2 separate regions of the Arabidopsis thaliana genome follow, and region 2 is linked to region 1. A link is a contact called in public capture Hi-C data. All regions are on one chromosome and are shown on one strand. Each heading gives the region's core, a stretch centred on a gene start, on an enhancer-like site or on the middle of the called end of the contact. The rest is flanking DNA. Distances are from core to core; before and after follow the strand shown. Region 1 holds the start of AT4G08450 (Disease resistance protein (TIR-NBS-LRR class) family). Region 2 holds the start of AT4G08580 (microfibrillar-associated protein-like protein).

Evidence for each region. Capture Hi-C pulls out chosen DNA fragments and counts their contacts.
Region 2: a capture Hi-C map of root shows a contact between it and region 1, with 2.6 times the contacts expected there. The contact joins the promoter of AT4G08580 here to the promoter of AT4G08450 in region 1. A contact is called at or near these places in 1 of 26 Hi-C or Micro-C datasets (seedling) and 1 of 3 other capture datasets (root).

What each region holds. Positions count from the first base shown.
Region 1 is chr4:5,364,155-5,366,854 of TAIR10.1, reverse strand. It overlaps AT4G08450 (Disease resistance protein (TIR-NBS-LRR class) family), which reads right to left and starts at 1,354. Exons shown (of 6, transcript NM_001340586.1): 1 at 794-1,354; 2 at 1-612. The coding sequence starts at 1,245. It overlaps AT4G05485 (a long non-coding RNA gene), which reads right to left and starts at 2,196. Exons shown (of 1, transcript NR_141875.1): 1 at 1,905-2,196.
Region 2 is chr4:5,460,116-5,462,828 of TAIR10.1, reverse strand. AT4G08580 (microfibrillar-associated protein-like protein) reads right to left here and starts at 1,431. Exons shown (of 3, transcript NM_116927.5): 1 at 1,296-1,431; 2 at 1-686. The coding sequence starts at 639.

The DNA.
Region 1 (2,700 bases), core at 105-2,604:
AACATCTTAATAGCAAGGTCTTTCGACGGGAGAAGAACCTCATATATATGATCAATCCCATAAGCCCTTAAGAGATGCTTATCTTTTGTAATCACAATGATTCTACTTCCATGCCCAAACCACTGAGTTTGACAGGCTAAGGCTTCTAGCACCACTTGATCATCCAAATCATCAATAAAGATAAGAACTTTCATTTGCCTTAGCCTCTCTTTCACAGCATCTAGGTGATTTATCTCCAAGTTTTTTTTGTCTAAAAGTTTAGACAACAACTTTTCTTGCAAATGCAACTTCAAGTTATAGTCGTCCGAGTTTGCTCTACTATAAATAGCCATACTCTTAGATATAAAAGCTCTGTCTATAAAAACCCTACCTTGGAAGTGACGGTAGATTCGATTAAATAAAGCTCTTGCAATGGTTGTCTTACCAATCCCCGTAGGACCCCATATCCCAACCATTCTCACTTCCTCAGATTCCAAGCACAATAATAAACTCAGCTCTTTGATATGATCTTCGATGCCAAAAAATTCATCAAAATCTTTCGATGGTGTTAACTTCATTAGTTTATCCAAAACATCATTAGTGATTTCTTCAATCAATTTTGCTTCGTTATTCCTAACAAAAAACGATCATGAAAAAAAAAATGATTAGGAGGTTCGAGTGATTCTTGGGACGAAACTAATATTACATGCTGTGGTTTCGAGCCTCGAGTATTACAGACTTTAAAAGTTAAATGTCAAGAAAAAACATTTATTCAAGATATATAAACAATATTAATGGATTAAAAATCTCTTACGGTTTCCTAGTGTGATATCCAGCAATATTTGCTACATTGGTCAACGCTTGGCCCCAACGTTGTATCTCATAATCTGTTCTGTTCTTGCAAGTCTCTTTAAAAGACTCTCCAAATTCTCCCTCTTGTTTCCTAACATCAGAAGGATCTAAATCATAGAAAACTGGTATCACAATTTCCTTGCAATTCACAATCTCTACCAACTCATTCAAACACCAACTCGAAGAAGAGTATTTTTTGGAGAACACAACCACCGCGATCCTCGAATCCTTTATCGCCTGTATAAGCTCGGTACCGATCGAGTTCCCTCTCTCAATCTCATTGTCTTTGAAAGCAATAATCATTTTTCGATCAAGCTCCTTGAGAAAGTGGGTGAGGAAAGTTACACGGATATCTTCCCCGCTGAAGCTTGTGAAAACGTCGTAAACCCAGTTATGAGAAGAAGAAGAAGCCATTGTAATGTTTTTTGTTTTCCGAAAGGAACAACGATCATGAGATGAGAAACTCAAGAGGAAACGAAGAAAGTCAATGACCTCTGTTTTCTTTGCATTAATAAGCACTAGAGGGAATGAGTTTAGCTAGTCGTCGAAGACTTTTAAGTAACTTATTAATATAAGGTTTCCCACATCGATGTCTGAACCTTAGAATCACGTTTTATGTTTACGACGTGACTAAATGAGTTTAGCTTCTTCTCTTTTTATTATTATTTTATGTTTTTAAAAAGTTTAAGACTCTCTTTCCTTTGGAGGTGGTCTAACTTCTATTGTAGATGAACTTCTCTTTCTTAATTGACTCCAATGTTTTAAAGAGAGAAAGTGATATCCGGTTCACCGGATTTTGTTTTGTAAAATATTTGTTAGGTTTTTCCGTTTTTTGGGAGAATAATTTTTGCTATGTTCAGATTTTATATGTTGTTCTTCTTTCTCTATTATTATCGTCTTTTTTTTCTTTTTTGATGGAACATTTTCTCTTTATCTTTGTTTGATCGATTTCTTTTTTCTATTGGGAGTAATATATTTGCTAACCCTTTGATGGAGCCTTACTTGATAGGCTTTCGAAGTAAAGCTTCTCGCATGCAACAAAATAGAGCAGATCTACATATTGTTCATGTACTTTTGGCGAAGTAAGGAGGAATCATCAAAAGATTTGAAGAAAGACAGGTTGATCGATGTTATCGAATATCGTAGATCGACTGTCGGGGAGCTTCTTTCAACCCTGGCAGATGTTGATGGAGTCCTACGCAAAGCTTAAAAACTATGCTTATTTTTATATAGTATTGAAAATCATAACCGAAATAATTTGTGAAAGACAAAAGGAAAAAATAAATAAACTCAAAAGAAAAACTAGCAACTAACCTAAAAAAATATGATTTTACTTGTTGAAAACGCAAATTGACTCACAGATATGCAGAAGAGGTATCATCATGTTTTAGGTTTTAGGTTTTAATTTTTTTATTAAATAAAATTTTGGTATTAAAGATATAATTTATTTGTTTCTAAAAGCCCAAGTTGTTTTCTAAAAGGCCCTACAGAATACATTAGTAGTTATACAATATGACTAACACTTAGGCCATGAATGTTTTGTTGATTTTTGTGGGTTTTTGGATTTTGGATTTTGGCTTTTGGCTTTTGGTTTTTGATTTTTGATATTATAAGTTTTTGATTTTGGTGGAGATTTTAGATTTTGCAAAATCTTAAATGGTAACTTTTCTAGTTTTTGATTTTTATATAATTATTATTTAGAAACGTTTTAAAATTATTTACTTTAAACTAAATTATTATTTTTCAAAAACAAAAAAAAAAGAGTTTACGATAGAATTTGTTGAAAATCCCAAAAAAGTGGGTTTTGGATTTTAAGAACAAATGACTAGAATCTATAAAAATCTGGATTCTCTATAATTTAGGGAATTA
Region 2 (2,713 bases), core at 182-2,681, 96 kb before region 1:
TCTCTTTGCTAATTCCTCAAGAGCTTCTTCTTCAGCCTCAAGCCTCTCTCGCTCTGCAATTGTATCTCTCTCAGCTTTCGGTACAAAAACAGGCTTAATCAAGGCAATACCAGGCATATCATCTTCCGAATCAGTCTCGTACTCAGACTCCTCCTCCTCCTCTTCTTCCTCTTGTATCTCATCTTCTTCTTCTAAAGGAAGTAAAGCAGCCTCCTCTTGTGCTCGTCTAAGATTCTTCTCCTTAATTCTTCTTCTTCTTTCTTCCAAGGCATCTTCATCATCATCCTCGTCTCTATTCTCTTGATTCCTCGATTCTTCTTCTTCCGTAGATATAATCTCAGCCTGTCTAATACGCCGATGATCAGCTCTAACTTCGTCACGGTTTTCAACTTTAGTCTGAGCTAAACGCCGCAGCCTTGGATCATCCTTCCTAGCAACACCCAAATCATCATTCTTTGGAAAAGCTCTATCCAAAACAGAAAACTTCTGCATCCTAACATCATCATCTTCTTCAGCTTCCTCAGCCCACTCCGGAGCTTTTCCTGGCCAATACCTTCTTACTTTAGTCTGTCCAATACCACCTTTTAGTTTCTCCCTTACAGCAATTGCAGATTCACTCACTCCCGCTGTGACCGACATATTTGCACTTGCAAGTAACCAAACTCAATCAAATTAGCTATCTGTCTCTGCAGCACAAAATAATACAGGGATTAGATTCAAGCTTTGCATCATTAGTATTCACCAGAAAAGGAAAGGAAAAGAGCTACTTCCCCTAATCGATCCTCAATAGCTAAAATCTTAAAGAGACAACAACAAAATGCATTATGTACAATGCATATCATTGATGTGTGTGTGGGTGAGTATATCAACATAAACACACCAACATGAACAATGGACGCTAGAGAAATTCGAAGATTGCACATTTTAACGAACTATAACATTTTCAATAGTATGTACATACTTAATCAAGTGTGGTGAAATCAACAATCCCAATAGCGAAGCTATTGTTCATACATAAACACAAGCACGAAAGAGAGTAAACTGTTACAAAGTTTTGTCTTTTGACAAATTTGCATACAGAGTCAACAAAAAGTCGATATCTTTCTGTACCCAAAAGCATAAGAACCAATAAGAACAAATAACAATAGAAATGATTAATCGAGAAAAGCCCTAGAATACAAATTCGTGAAACCCTAAATCTCAGAACAAAACAAAGATCGATTTCGCAAGATTTAGCTTCAGTAGAAACAGATCGACATCATATGAGATCGAATTGATAAGAAAATCGAGCTTACCAGGAGATGAGAGAGTTTCGGTTAGAGATTGCGGAGGAGACGGCCCTTAGGTGGCGGTCTCAGCGGCGGCGATAAATGTAACCTTGACGGCGAGAGATTGATGTTGGCCCAAGACCATTAAGGCCCAATACTTCGGTTCGTAAATTTCCAACTAAACGTGAATTTTAGTAATTTTTTGTGAAATTAAGAAAATTGTTATTATTTTTATATTTTTCCTAAAACTATACACAGTAAAATTTCCATAAATTAATAATTTAATATAGATGAGACTATGGTATTTTCTTAATTTATCAATTGATCCAAAAACAAAATTTAGGACAGAAAAAATGTATTAATTTATCGGGTATTAATTTATCGATTATTAATTTATATGAGGTTTTATTAGTTCCATAACCTTAAGATTACAAGATATTTACAAATAGTATAACTAATAACACCGAGTTTTATTAAAAAAAAACTATGAAAAATGTAGTTTGAGTAGTAATTGTGAAACAAAAGAATTGAATTTTGGTTTACATAACTTTAGAGATGGTAGACGGGCGTGCCCGCGACCGAACGGACCGACCGCAACATGCTCGCTTTTCCATTGATCCGCGACGAACCGGACCGCAGACGACCGCGGTCTTGAAAAGTGAGTCCTAACCCGCCCCGCAAAGCCCAACAGTTAGACAGACCGGCCCACGGTCTTTAGAGGCAGAAGAACTTATGTTTGGTTGATTGACGAAGTTGTACCTTGTTTCTATGAAGTGTTAGCTTCAAGGAATATTGTGAAACGTTATGTATTAGCTTGAAGTACTTAAAACATTTAAGTCAAAAGTACTTAAAACAGAAATTCTAAAACAGTACAAAACATATATATGTGACATGTTTACCTTAGCAGCATAGATCTCAGAGTCTTGCTTCTTGATTTTAAATTCGTTTTTCAAGTTACAGACTGCTTGGTGACTTTTCCTGTGAGACACCAACAATATCATGTCAAATCTTGTCGCATTTGTCAAGAGTTGAACTGAAACTTAAACTCTTGACTTGAACATTGCAAAACAGAGATATGTAACATGTCAAAAACATTACAAAACACTTGACTTTAGCTAGATTTTCTAAAGTAAAAAAACATTACAAAACAGAGATATGTAACATGTTTACCTTAGTATTAGAGCTTTGTGATGGTGAAGCACAAAAGATCACATAGGAGAACTCTGGATGTTCCTGCCACATATAAAGCTCCAACTCTAACTTCCATATTGTGAAAAACATGACTCTTACTATATAAAACGTTGTGAAGAAAAAGAACTAGTCACTAATCCACACAAAACATATTGATAAACACAAAAGACACATGAAACAGGGATTTACAGGACATCATAAACGTTCTTATAAGAAGAATATGTGCAACTATCAAAATTAAGCTCAGTCCATGT